Linked DNA regions of Sus scrofa: regions 1, 3 and 4 are each linked to region 2. The links are chromatin contacts, called in public HiChIP or PLAC-seq maps. All regions are on one chromosome and are shown on one strand. The core of a region is the stretch at or near the end of the contact, and the rest is flanking DNA. Distances in the headings are between cores, read along the strand shown. Region 1 holds the start of MAATS1 (cilia- and flagella-associated protein 91). Region 2 holds the start of LRRC58 (leucine-rich repeat-containing protein 58). Region 3 holds the start of CD80 (CD80 molecule). Region 4 holds the start of TIMMDC1 (complex I assembly factor TIMMDC1, mitochondrial).

The links. HiChIP or PLAC-seq counts read pairs in DNA pulled down with a chosen protein or histone mark.
Region 1: a contact with region 2 is called in an H3K27ac HiChIP or PLAC-seq map of alveolar macrophages. The contact joins the promoter of MAATS1 here to the promoter of LRRC58 in region 2. A contact is called at or near these places in 5 of 47 Hi-C or Micro-C datasets (embryonic fibroblasts, heart right ventricle, liver and 1 more) and 2 of 2 datasets of contacts at active chromatin or transcription factors (alveolar macrophages and skeletal muscle).
Region 3: a contact with region 2 is called in an H3K27ac HiChIP or PLAC-seq map of alveolar macrophages. The contact joins the promoter of CD80 here to the promoter of LRRC58 in region 2. A contact is called at or near these places in 1 of 5 promoter capture datasets (fetal liver) and 1 of 2 datasets of contacts at active chromatin or transcription factors (alveolar macrophages).
Region 4: a contact with region 2 is called in an H3K27ac HiChIP or PLAC-seq map of alveolar macrophages. The contact joins the promoter of TIMMDC1 here to the promoter of LRRC58 in region 2. A contact is called at or near these places in 1 of 5 promoter capture datasets (fetal liver), 1 of 47 Hi-C or Micro-C datasets (heart right ventricle) and 1 of 2 datasets of contacts at active chromatin or transcription factors (alveolar macrophages).

Annotation. Positions count from the first base shown.
Region 1 is chr13:140,565,259-140,568,786 of Sscrofa11.1, forward strand. It overlaps MAATS1 (cilia- and flagella-associated protein 91), which reads right to left and starts at 1,718. Exons shown (of 18, transcript XM_003132654.4): 1 at 1,449-1,718. The coding sequence starts at 1,572.
Region 2 is chr13:139,926,187-139,929,640 of Sscrofa11.1, forward strand. LRRC58 (leucine-rich repeat-containing protein 58) reads left to right here and starts at 1,522. Exons shown (of 5, transcript XM_021070309.1): 1 at 1,522-2,154. The coding sequence starts at 1,655.
Region 3 is chr13:140,692,172-140,695,716 of Sscrofa11.1, forward strand. It overlaps CD80 (CD80 molecule), which reads left to right and starts at 1,262. Exons shown (of 7, transcript NM_214087.1): 1 at 1,262-1,359; 2 at 2,418-2,723. The coding sequence starts at 2,639.
Region 4 is chr13:140,757,140-140,760,689 of Sscrofa11.1, forward strand. TIMMDC1 (complex I assembly factor TIMMDC1, mitochondrial) reads right to left here and starts at 1,559. Exons shown (of 8, transcript XM_021070323.1): 1 at 1,428-1,559; 2 at 1,050-1,327. The coding sequence starts at 1,243.

The sequences.
Region 1 (3,528 bases), core at 468-2,967, 640 kb after region 2:
TCAGAACTCAGGGAACTTATGGTCCAGTAAAAGATCCAGAACCTAAATGAACAATCAGAGCATTAAAATAAACTGGGGCTGGAGTTCCCGTCGTGGCACAGTGGTTAACAAATCCGACTAGGAACCATGAGGTTGAGGATTCGATCCCTGCCCTTGCTCAGTGGGTTGACGATCCGGCGTTGCCGTGAGCTGTGGTGTAGGTTGCAGACGTGGCTCGGATCCCACGTTGCTGTGGCTCTGGCGTAGGCTGATGGCTACAGCTCGGATTAGACCCCTAGCCTGGGAACCTCCATATGCCGTGGGAGCGGCCCAAGAAATGGCAAGAAGACAAAAATAAATAAATAGATAAATAAACTGGGGCTTTACTGGCCCAAAGGACCTAGTGGACATAGTTTATAAACAATACTTTAATGGTTAAGAATAAGCTTGAAGAAAAGAGAAAGCTAAAAACAAAGATGAAATAAACTGGCCCTTCCTTACCTAGATGCCAAATTTGGAAGAGGCCAGAGAATGAGAACTGGAAGGGCATTTTATGCAGTTTGAATGTGGGAGTGTTGAGTCAGTCTCTGAAACCAAGCAGGATGCTATAGGGCTCCTTGATGGATACAAATCCTTTGTGTGCCCCCAACCCCCCCCTCCTTCTTGTTTGTAGGAAATAGGCTTCATATAGCCTCCTTGACCTTACCTGAGTTTCAAAGAGCAGATTCAAACAGTGGATAATGAGAAAGGAGGGGATGCAGAGACAAGTCAGGAGAAGTCAAGAAACACTACTGCAGCCTTGGGGCAAGATCCTGGTTCCTCCTCAAGAAATATACAGAACATTATCTTTGAGCTCTTCTGCAGAACTAAGGCCCCCACCCAGGTGATCCAGATGGCAATTTCAACACAAGATGGCTGAAGCATCCCTCTGTGACCTCAGGAAAAAAAGTCACATACCCTTCAGCCTTCACCCTAAATATTGCTATTGAAAACTTTTTCCCCAAAACCATCAGGGATTTCGGGGGGGTTTGAACCAAGCCACTCTTGCTTGGCCCTACAGTAAACCTTTTTCTTTTGGTTTGTTTGACCTCACTGTGAGTGGAGCACCCAAACTTTCTTCAGTAACATTTCCAAGTATGCAAATCATTGGGTACTGTATGGGATACCAAAACTCCAGTAACGGGTTTCAGAAAGATTGCTTTGGGCTGTGCAAATTATCAAGAAAAGCGGGTGAAGAAGAGTCAGGTGTTCCCTACCCCTGCTCCAAGACGCAGCTCACCTGAGTCTTCAGAGATGCCCTAGAGTGCACCACCCAGAGGGCTTGGAGCTGCCCATCCAAGACAAGACAAGGGATCTGTCCTGAGGCCAGTCTTTCCTCCGCTGAGCCTCCTGGCCAGGTCCCACCATCTTCAAAGCCCATCTGTCCCAGGAGTCTACAACTCAGGAGGGAGATCTGGAGCCGCCCTTACCATACAGGAAATCATACGTTCGACTAGCGGAGACGTTGCCCCAGGTCCCCGACTTCCCTCTGCACTGGGTTTGAGACATCTGAGGTTTGGCCTGGGGCTCGGTGATGGTCACAACATGACTCATGGTGCCGGCTCTGCCCTGCAGTCAGCCAGGACCAACTTGAGAGACCTAGCTGTTGTGTGGACAGTAGCTATGGTAACCCCCTGGAAGAGCGGAAACGAAGGGCGGAGCGAGGACAGCACGCAAGCGGAGAAGGGAAGAGCGGAACTAGCATGAGAGGGGAGGAGCCGAGTGACAAGGACGGGGCGGGACGAGGGTCAGGAAAGGCGGGCTGGATGAAGAACCTGGGCGGGGCTAGTGAAGGGAGGGGCGCGGGGCTGGCGACCGGGAGGAAGACGGGGGGATTGCAGGAAGGCGTGGGGCGTGGCGCAGGGGCGGGAGGACAGGAAGTGTGCAGAGGGAAGGAGCGGGAGGGGTGGAGAAAGGGGTTGGGAGGAAAGGACAGCACTCAGAAGGAAAAAGGGGAAAGTAGTAGGCCGGGGGAGGATCTGCTACACTGCCCGCTTCATTCCAGAGGCCAAGCCTTGAGTTTTCAGTTGTACATCCAGGATCAATGCGCGGGGCCCGCAGGCTGGGGAAAAGGCTACTGCTCAAATCCAGCAGTGATTTGCCGGTTTCACTCCGCGACCTCTTTCGGAAATCCCTGGGAAATCTCAGAAAAAAATAGTCGGGGGCTTTCCTTTCGGACATCCCCTTTCCGCGGGGCTTTTTCTGCTAGCTGAGAAAGCTCCTAAACGTTGGACTTTGACACTCTATGAACCCTTGCCCTGGGAATCAGGATTTGGGGTGGGGTGGGTAGTTAGTAACTGTTGATCTGCATTCTGCTACCCCTTTCTGAGCCCTGGGCACTAATTAAATCAGCCGAAGATGATGTGGTGTATTCCGCACTGACTTGCTTTTTAAAACTACTTATTATGGAAATGTCTGTTTTTGTTTTTGTTTCAGGGCCGCAACAGCGGCATATGGAGGTTCCCAGGCTAGGGGTCCAATCCGAGCTACAGCCACGCCTATGCCTATGCCACAGCCACGCAGGATCCAAGCAGGGTCTGCTATCTACACCACAGCTCACAGCAACACCTGATCCTCAACCCACTGAGAGAGGCCAGGGATCAAACAGCAACCTCATGGTTACTAGTCGGATTCGCTGCATCACAACAGGACTCTGGAAATGTCTTAACATAGGCAAGAGTGAATCCACTTTTAGTAATGAGCTGGCGCTAATCATCACGGAGTAAATAATTATCAAGAATTTGCCAGTCCAGTTTCACCTGTCTACTATCTCCTTTTGCTTGAGCATTTTCAAATCCCAGACATTATTTTACCCTTAATCTGCATCTCAAACTGATACAGATTTTTAACATAATTGCCATTATCAAATCTAACAAAATTAATAATTCCTTTATATTTAAAATTTAGTATATATTCAAATTTCCCTGATTGAGTCCAAGATTTTTTTTTCTGATCAAAAGATCTAAAAAATTCTTTACACTTTATTTTGGTATCTCAGGATTTTCATCTAGAACAGTGAATTTCTAATATCTTCAACAATTTCCTTCTTACCTGGGATTCTTCTATAAAAAGAACTTTCTGGGCATTCCCAGTTGTTGCTCAGCAGGTTAAGAACCTGACTAGTATGCACGAGGACATAGGTTCAATCCCGGGCGTGGCTCAGGGGGTTAAGGATCTGGCGTTGCCACAAGCTATAGTGTAGATTGCAGATGCAGCTCGGATCTGGCATTGCTTTGGCTGTGGTGTTGGCCCCAGCTGCAGCTCCAATTTGATCTCTGGCTCAGGAACTGCCATATGCCACAGGTGCGGCCATAAAAAGAAAAAAAATAAAATACCGTGTTATAACGACATGATAATGTTTTTCTGTCTTAGGGTATGACTACATTTCCCACTGTCTGTTCCTTCTTCCCAGAACACCCCTGCCCCTCATCTTATCCCTGCAGACTCACTCCTCATTTGAGGTTTCAGCTAAGATGTTCCTTCCTCAGAAAGACTTCCTCGCTCTATAGG
Region 2 (3,454 bases), core at 272-2,771:
TTTTTTTTTTTTTGGTCTTTTTGCCATTTCTTGGGCCGCTCCTGCAGCATATGGAGGTTCCTAGGCTAGGGGTTGAATCGGAGCTGTAGCCACTGGCCTACACCACAGCCACAGCAACTCGGGATCCGAGCTGCGTCTGCACCTACACCACAGCTCACGGCAACGCCAGATCCTTAACCTACTGAGCAAGGGCAGGGATCAAACCCGCAACCTCATGGTTCCTAGTCGGATTCGTTAACCACTGCCCACCACTACGGGAACTCCCGTATTATTTTAAACATTTGCAATTTTCACACACTAGGTTCCTGCCAGAATGTTATCTTGATCCCAAGTAAAGTCTACTTTTTAAAAGGACCCTTTCAAAACAGGTTTCAAATTCAGGACACTCCATTGGTTTTAAAAACACTCCATCCCTGCTTTAAACTCACAAAGTGTATCCTCCCATAACCATAAATCAATCAGAAATTAAGTTAAAGTTTGGCAGGAGGTAAAAAGCATAATTTCTCACACAAATAACCGGCAAGAAAAAAGTTAACTTTATTCTTTTTAGGAAGAAAGCAATTTAATAGCACTGGTTATATACAATCGTCTAACATTTTTATGCATAAGCTTTGTAAAAAAATACACTAAATATTTTCATTTCTATCCATGACTTTTCAAAATTATAAAAATTTCAGAAAAAAACCGACTTTAGGGTAAGGGCGAAAACAGGTTTAGAAGTACTACATGAAAGCCAGAATCAGGACTTTTCCAGTTAAATTGAAGTTTTAACCTGAAGTAAAATCTCAATGCTTTCTGGGTTAAACTGATCAATTAATTTGAGCTATTTCAAATTAACGAAAACTCAGCCATGGCTCCCAAATTCATTTCCAGCCACTGCAACTTAAACCAAAAACCACAGAAGTGCTTCTACAGCTAAAATGGTGAAATGTTCTTGACACACATTCCTTTAAAAAAAAAAATCCTCTAGGGCAAGCAGGCCAAGGATTAGCCATATTTTTTTTGGATGGAGAAACTGAAATCAAATCCCCTGTCCGAGGAAACAAAGTTATTTAACAGCAGAACCCGAGGTAAGATCCAAGAGTCCCGATTTCTAGTTCAGCTGCCTTCGCGCTTTTAAGTCGGCTTGGTCAATCCCGGGACTTTGAATTCCCGGGTCTTGCTGTCATGCAACTGAATCATCACTAAAGTCCTGAGTCCTCGCTGGCTCCCGCAGACCAGGGGCCCCCACTCCGAAACCAGGGCCTCAGAAGGCGGTGCACCGTCACGCGCGAACCCTCAAAGCCAAATAACCAAACTGTCCTCGGACTGTTTACCGAGGCCACCCTGGAATTCGGGGACAGGTCACCAGACTTCAAGAACTATAGAACACGACTGCCCGGACCCAGCCGGGCTCAGAGAGTAAGCCGAGCACTGACTGCTCTCTGCCCCCGCCCGGCTCATGGGATCCTTGCGGCGCGCCGCGCGAGACGGAGTCCGGCCCTTGAGCGGCGCGCGCACCCCGCCTCCTAGCGTCGCGTGACTCCGCGGGGGGGGAGGGGGGCCGGGGTTAGCGCCCGCCCGCGCCACTTCCGACGCAGCCCTCGGTTCAGGTTCCGGGGCGCCGCGGAGCTCCCGGCCTGTGGGTCGCGCTCTGCGCGACGCGGTGGCCGGGATGCAGGAGGCCGGAGCGCCGGTGGCCACGGCCGGGGAGGCCGAGCTGAACTTGTCCCGCCTCAGCGTTTCTCCCGAGACGCTGGAGTCGGAGTTGGAGGCGCGGGGCGAGGAGCGGCGCGGAACGCGGGAGGCGCTGCTACGGCTGCTGCTGCCGCACAACCGTCTGGTGTCGCTGCCGCGGGCGCTGGGCAGCGGCTTCCCGCACCTCCAACTGTTGGACGTGAGCGGCAACGCGTTGACCGCGCTGGGGCCGGAGCTGCTAGCGCTGAGCGGCCTGCGCACGCTGCTGGCCAAGAATAACCGTCTCGGCGGGCCCGGCGCGCTGCCCAAGGGCCTGGCCCAGTCGCCGCTCTGCCGCAGCCTCCAGGTGCTCAACCTCAGCGGGAACTGTTTCCAGGAGGTGCCCACCTCGGTGCTGGAGCTGCGTGCGCTGCAGACCCTCAGCCTTGGCGGCAACCAGCTTCAGAGCATCCCGGCTGAGATCGAAAATTTGAGGAGGTGAGCGGGTGCCGGCCTGCCCGAGAGTAGGGAGGCCCCAGCACAGGGTCGAGGGTGGGTGTCCCGAGGCCCCGGTAGTTCCGGGGCCCTGCGCCTGGTCTTGGCGCCCGTTGGTTGTCACGTAACTCTCTCAGTCCAGGCTCTTGAACTCTTTGGCTGCCCTGCCAACTCAGTGAGTTGTACTGAGGAGCTGATAGGATCATGGGTGTGACAGCGTTTGGTTTGTTGTGTTTGCGCTGTGCAGATTTTCGAGATATTTTTTCTGTTTTTCTGGGGTCACTGGAAGTGATCTGAACTGAGCATATACTCAAACATATGTAAATCTGAGGTTGTCACTTAATTGCTCCGGAGTCTTGGGTGGTTTTCCATGCCTGTAGATCAAAGTTTATGTCCTGTAAAGTGACATACAAAGGAACTCTGATCTGATCCCTGCTTGCCACTGCGTTACCTACTCTGTCTTCTCCTTGGCAATACCAGCAATACTATTTGTGGAATTCAGTAAGGTGTGCACTTTACCAGCAGCTTGTAGGCTCTCACTAAATGTGTGTTGAATGGATACAGTGCCTCTGTACATTGTTGTTCCTTTTGCCTAGAATGTTGCTTGCACTGGACAGACCCCTGCTCATCCTTAAAACCTGTTTTGAGGGTCATTTTTTGTTGTTTGTTTCCTTCTGTTACTACTTCCTGGACAACAATTATAATTGTCTAAACTGTACTTCTTGGGAACCATTCATCCTACCGCTGCACTTACCTTATTGATTATAATTCCTTGTTTACAGGTCCGCCTCATCTGCTAGATTAGTCACTAAATGTATGTTGAATTAAATGGAAGACGGAAGCAGGAATGCAGGATAACAAAAGTCTCCTAAAGGTGCCCTGCAGGGGAGAAATAAAGTACGAGGAAGTGTATTGTCCAAAATGAAAAAAAAGTATCTTCCATCTCTTTATTGAATTTTCCAAGATAACAGAATATTAGAATTGAAAGGACCTGAGTTAAGTGCAGTGAAAAGAAATTGACCTAAGAATAACAACTGTTGGTGCCCCAGTCTTAGACAAGTCGCTTAGCATACCCTGACTACAGTTTCCTGATAAGCAAAATGAGGCATTTGGACAAGATGCCACTTTGTTACTCACCAACAGATTTTTGAGCACCTACCCTGTGTCAGGCACTGTCCTAGGTGCTGGGGATACAGTGGTGAGTAGGATTATGCCCTCATGGATAATTTCAAACAGAGGAGACATTAAACACCTGACTGTAAACTTCATTATTTCATTACAGTAGTTATACGTTCTGTGAAGA
Region 3 (3,545 bases), core at 12-2,511, 770 kb after region 2:
CCTTAGGTCAATATTTCAGACATTTCTATACCATATTTGCAATGTTTACCCCATTGATAGATCATGTCTATTTTTCTTCTAAATTGACTCACCTTTCTATTTCTGCATTTATTTTAGATGAGAAACTATTATGTCTCTACCTTCTGAGGTATCCCTCCTATCTTTGCCTAGATTATCCAGAAAGCAAAGCTAGAAGCAAAGGCCTAGATTATTGGGAACGTGAGTCTAGGGGTGTAGGACGGGGGATTGAAATGGTGGAGGAAGGAAAGCCAATACAAGAGTGACATACCACGTTGGCCTCTGCTGCAGACAAGTGGTATTCATTCCCACTCGACCTTCTGCAAAGCCTCATGGAATGTCTCTCACAACTCTCCACCTGGGTGACAAAAGGGGAAAACAGTTATCCATCATGGTCAAGAGTATCTCCATGGGCTTTAAGTCCCCCATATTTCCAAGTTATACCTGCTTGAGTGTAGGATTTCCAAGGGGATCTCATGCTAAGGCAGCAGAGAAGCCCCAGGGCCAGCAGCAAACTGAAAGATGCAGGCCCAGACAAGGTTTCCACCATTGCAAGAGAGATCCACTGGAGCAGCAAGTGTTGCCCACTGACCCATGAAGTACTCCAGAATTCATAGGAGCAGAAGGCTGGCTGGAAATTGTGGAGGAAGACTGAAATATTCCTCATACCACCCCTTGGTTCTGTCACTGTGCCCACCAGAGGGTTTGCTCCACTGGGGTGGGGTGACTGGGGTATGCTGTCCAACAGGGCTGCCAGGAGTCCACTCTGTGAAGGTGGTGGTGGGAGAGTGTAGGTAAGGGTGGCCTTGTGAGCTGAGCACTGTCCCCAAAGTGCCCACTACACATGAGATGGAGGGCCCCTCCTGCAGTGGCATGACTGTAACTAGGGAGGGGTTATTCTGGGTGCTAAAACAAAACTTCAGACCAGCACAGAAACAGCCAGCCCATGCCACCAAAGTTGACGGGCCGGGCCCTCCCACTGGGGTACATTTTTACCGCCTCTCCTAGGCCCCCCAGACCCTCTTCCCTTAAGAGGGAGGGCTGAGGGAGGGCTGCTGTGTGATTTGAGGTAACTGACAAAAGAGGCCAGCAGAGGGAGACTCCTCAAATTGCACACAGCACTCTGCTCATCCCCTGGTTTAAGTTATTTCTGAGCGTTAGTGTTCTTCATCAAGTAAAAGGAAGTTGGAAGGGGAAATGCCACCTCTGTGAAATATCACCCAAAGAAAAGCTGAGTAACTTGCCATTATTTTGGAGACAGCAAGGAAAGAACATCTCAGAAGTGGGGCCTCATCTTTCTAGTTTTAAGACGAGAGAAAAGGAGGAATTATTCTTCAGCAAGTAAGTACATTTACTATTATCTGAATATGGGATAGCTTGGTAGAACAAGTTAGCAACAATTTGACTGCTTTTTAAACAAACATACTATCACTCTTACCTTCCCCCCAAAGGGTCTTCCGGGGGTTTGTTATTCCAAAATTCATAGACAATCATCATTGGAGTTATGACTCATTATTTAAAATTTTCTAGATGGTAGCAAATATTAATTTTGTAGGCTGAATTTTGAGTTTTCCAAACCAGTAAAATTCTGGTGAATCAGTGAATTCAAGCTAATCCTGATTAGAATGCCATGTGGCTGATAGAACAAGCCAGTGTGGCTGGAAAACTTGCTCTGGGGTGGTTCCCAAAGAGCAGTAGCAAACATCTTCTGGGTAGCATTGCATTCCATCTGTGGTGGCAATCTGAGAGGATCACATTGGAGCACAGCTTTTATTTTTATTTCTGAAGTTTCATCTGTTTACCGAAAATAAAACAAAACAAACAGCTTTCTTACCTTATAGTACGTAATATAAATAAGCAGTTTTCAGTATTTTTCTCTTCCCTTTTTACCGAAGCTTCTCTGTTGATTGAGATCCTCTGCCCCTTTAAGACATATTCTTTGTGTAGAAGCATTTGAAAACAGAGATACTTGTATTTCTATGTCAATATATTAAGAAAGAAGTAGTTTCATGACTTAAGCACTGCCTTAGACAAAAATACACCCTCGTTGGTGCTCTGTGTTTCTCAGTTCTGAAGAGGGTCCGAGCTTTCATGGGTTGACTTGCTGATATCTAGGGCCCTTACAGTTCTCCGTGTTTCTGACAGTCTTCATCATCCCATCCAGCGGTGGGAGAGCTGTGGTTCTTGGAACACGAACAAGGCAGCGTCACTTCCCCAGAATTCCCACCAACTTTTGCTTCCCACGCACCCCCTGCCCCAAGATTGTGCTCTGATTTAGAGGTTGCACAGATTCAGATCCCTGACTCATTGCAGGCAGGCAACTAAGAAGTTTTACAACACATGGTAGGCCAACCTTCCTTCTAGGTGACTTCTATTTTTTTTTTTTTTTTCCTTTTTAGGTTGTGAAAATAAATCTACAATCTTTTATAATCAAGAGTTCAGACACCCAGATACACCATCCTCCCTCTCCCTGGTGTGTTTTTGCAACCATCACGGAAGAACCCTCGGTGTGTGGCAATTGAATCATCTTCTGCCCCTGCCTGGTATAAGCTGTGAGGTGCCCTGTCTCATTTGGCTTGAAATTGGTTACTTCTGTTTTCATCCTCATCAAGCAGAAGCCATGTGCCACACACTGAAGTGGGGAACACCATTACCCAAGCTCTTTCAGCTCTTGGTGCTGGTTGGTCTTTTTGACTTCTGTTCAGGTAAGTGACTTCCAGGAACTTGAGTGAATCCACTGCTTCAGGGTTTAGAGAAAGGAGGTGGAGTCTCTACGATGTCCCTGTCTGTCACCTTGTGAGAGAGAAGGGACCTTCAGGGTATTTCAGTTCACTTTAGGGATGAGAAAACAAGTTTAGAGAGGTTCAAGGACCTGCCCTTATCAACAGCAGGTCAGTGGCCAAGTTAGCTCAAAGACCCAGACCTTAAAGAAAAGATGGGGCAGAGTTCCTGTCGTGGCACAGCGGAAATGAATCTGACTAGGAACCATGAGGCTGTGGGTTCGATCTGGTAGTGCCGTGAACTGTGGTGTAGGTCGCAGACAGGGCTTGGATCTGGCGTTGCTGTGGCTGTGGCATAGGCCAGCAGCTGTAGCTCTGATTAGACCCCTAGCCTGGGAACCTCCACATGCCATGGGTGCGGCCCTAAAAAGATTTTTAAAAAATAATAATAATAAAAAATAAAGAAAAAGAAAAGATGGGGCAATGTTATCTTAACAAAACTGTAAAGCTGATTCAGAAGGACAGCTGAGAGCTGTGATCTCTTCTTCGAACACTCGATGCTCATTTACATTTTGTGACCTGCTAAGGGCACTGGCGTTGGGCTCTGGTTCTCAAATTGTTTCGATGGAATGACATAGCTAAAGTCTTCTGCTCCTAAAATTGGACAATGATGACCTTCTTTCCCAATTTGAGGGGGAAAACAAAGTAGCTGTGACACATAATCTTCTTAGTATTAAAAATTTAATATTTATTTTTATGATTTAGGGGCTAATGCCCCTTGTTAACACCAGCGTCTGATGTGTCGCG
Region 4 (3,550 bases), core at 309-2,808, 830 kb after region 2:
TGTCATCCACTGCTAAGAGACTTGTGGCCAGATCACAATCACTCTGAACATTGGTTTCCTTATGCATGACTTAGTGGGGAGAATGAAAGTTAAACTAAATTATCTTTCACATTTCTTTCAGCTCCAACATTCTGTGGTTTTATAAAGCTGATCAAAATAACCCTTTTCTGTTATATACTATATAGGCTCCTTCACAAATATCTCAAATAAATTTTGGAAGGACCAATAAGAAGGGCGGCTTATCTTTAAAACAAAGATGATGAAACCTAAATAAAGTAATTAATACAATTCCACCAGCTCCCCTGCCTGAACTATCTCAGCAACATAATAAAGCTTCGACGTTAATTTAACCAATGTTGATAACACAGTATAGTATATAGTAAAGTACTTCATAAAAGGGCAAACTTTTTACCAGTAATTGATGAACGAAACAATGATGAAATTAATTATCGTGAGTTTTCCATTAAAGTTAATTCAATTTAAAGGGTTATTTCTTTTATTCTGAAACATCCTTATTTGTGAATCCAGCTAATTTCTTTATAAAATGATGAGACAATAGTTGCTACTATTTTTTATATATTCCTTATTTAGCAGAATAAAAATTTTACAACTCTTTCTGCTATCTCTGAACTTCCATTTTTGCGCCGGGGAGGAGGGCTATTGGTCATAAACTATCAAAATTTGGGATCAAGTTATATAAGAAAAGGAATATTGCAGTCCTGCAGATGTGGGTTCTCGCGTCACCAAGTACCTTGGCCCAATTCTTCTAATCTGTAAAATCGAGGTAATTACACTAAGACTCTACTCCCTAAATATCCCTAAAAGCTCTGACATTCAATGAGGCTCACCTTTACCACCTGAAAACCGGCCTGTCAATCATAAGAACCACCTAGCCGCTATGTTAGGATACAAGCTTGGAGTACAAGCACTAGAACCCAAAATTCCGTTTAAAAATAAATCACACCACCCTGGGGTCCTTCATCCCGGATGACCCAGGTTTCAGGTCACCTCCTTCGTAGCCCCTCCCCACAGACCGTAGGCACTTTTACTCTTTGACAAACAGCTCCCGGAGTCGGTCCCATCCGGATTCCGGGTATCGGGCTTCCGGGACGCAGGAAGGCAGCTTAAGGTCCTCCGCAAGACCCTTGGAATCGGTGGCCACAGCTCCAGCAGCAAAGACCCGAGGGAAAGGATTCAGCGCCCTGCAGAGCAAGCTCCGTGGAGCCGGCGGCCGCACCTCCATGGTCTCCTCAGAACCTGCCGGACAGCTTGGGCGCTCAGGGCCCCAAGGTCTCCGGGAGGCGCCGTGGGAGAAGAGCGAAGATAACTGCAAGAATAAGTGACGAATACTGGTACACTACGCTCTAGCAAATTCGCGGCCGTAGCGGTAGCCACACACCGTGACAGACCTGCACTCCCAGACTAACCTCACTTTGGAAGCCCTTGGACACACGAGACAGGAAGTCCCGCCCCAACCAGGGCAAAGGCTACTGGGCTGGGCGAGGGCGGAGCCGGAGCCGGAAGCACTTCCGGTTTGAGGTGGGACGGATCTTAGAGGTGGCAAGCTGACTCGCCGGAAGTGAGCTGGCGGCGTGTAACAGCTCTCTGCACCGTCTGGCCCCCGCCTCCTGCGCCAGTGAAACTGTGTGGGGCAGTTTCCAGGCAACCAGACCGGGTCATTAGCTGAAGTAGGTTAGCGTATTTTATTTTTTATGTAATTTTTATTTTTCCATTATAGTTGATTTACAGTGTTCTGACAATTTCTAGTGTAAAGCATAATTACCCAGTCATACATAGGCTTTTTCTCACATTATCCTCTATGATGTTCCATCACAAGTGACTCGATACAGTTCCCTGTGCTATATAGCAGGATCTCATTGCTTATCTACTCCAAATGCAATAGTTTGAAGTTAGCTTATTTTAAAAAGCAGGAATGTAGATGAAGAAAGTGCAGTGTTCAACACAAATGGGGTACAGAAAGGGGAAGGCAGTTTGCAGAACTACAAGCCCAACCCACCCTGTCATAGCTCGGGAAACCTCTGAGGTTGGGCGAGGTCTATTCTCGATTTCAGAAAGTTAGGAGGCTTTTAAGAGGGGTCTTGTTGCCAGTTACACCCAGATTTCCAGAACATTTTTATGTAGAAGAATCGGTTCAGGGCTTCACAAGATGGGTTTTATTCACCTTGGTTCATATAACTACTCTTTCTTAAAAGGCAGGACACTTTCTCTCAGATGTTTGCTTGGTAGTCCAGCAATAATTTCCTGTCACTACAGCCTCTGCTATCATATGCTTCAAAGTATAATTTTATTAAAATGCACGCTTATGAAGGAATTCCCACTGTGGCACAACAGGATCCGCGGTGTCTTGGCAGCACTTGGGAGCCTGGTTCTATCCCTGCCTGGTTCCTTAGCTATGGTTTAGGTACTCGGATCTGATCCCCAGCCCTGGAACCCCATATGCCACCTCGGCCAAAAACAACAACAAAAACAAGACAGCTCGCATGTTAAGTATTTTTAAACTGATTTGTGTTTCTTTTTTTTTTTTTTTTTTTGCCTTTTTTTAGGGCTGCATCTGCAGCATATGTTAGTTCCCAGACTAGGGGTCAAATCCAAGCTACAGCTGCTGGCTTAAGCCACAGCCACTGCAACGAAGGATCCGAGCCAGGTCTTCGACCTACACTACAAGGCAGGGCAATGCAGGATCACCAACACTGAGCCAGGCCAGGGGTAGAACCACATCCTCATGGATCCTAATTGGGTCCGTTAACCCCTGAGACATGAAGGGAACTCCTGATTTGTGTAATTTCATCTGATCTTTGCTAGGAATCATACACATTGTCTTCGCCAATTCCTACCCATCATTTATTCCTTTCTAGGAATAATTCAAAATAATTACAATCTTTAGTAGGATACAGTAAAGAGAATTCCAGAATTTGATAGCTGGAAGTCTCTAGATATGGTCCAGAGAAGTGACTGATAGAGTGACTAGCTGAGTTAGTCTAATCACAGTGCCAGGAAGAGCTCTCTAGTGTCTGGGAGAGAGGATTAGATTCAGTTCCCATCAGAGCACTTACTACATTGCATCATGATTTCCTCTTTGCTATGTGTCTCAATAGACTAACTTTGAGGTCAAGAGACTATGTTTATTCATCTGTGTCTCCAGTACCTACCATGACTGGCACATAGGTTGTCGAATGAAAAATTCAGATCCCCTGACTCCTGGCTCTGACTCCAGGTTGCCGTTTATCCCATATAGGCAGAGGTAGGCACCAGACTAAAATCTTTAGGTCTGAAAGCCCAAGGAAATGGCTGTGCAGGCTCTCTAGTCTTCATGTGGAAAATCTAAATGCTTGAGATGACATCAGAATCATTCTGGGATGAGAAGGACTTTGAATTGGAGGATGGGAGTGTTGGGCAGATATGAAATCATTCATATACAAGTCAAATGTCCCAAATTCTCTACCTTGTAGATACAAATGAGGATATAATAACAGACAAATTTTATTAACTCCATAGCTCCCTTCTTTTTTGGGTAACTGAAGCCTCCTTT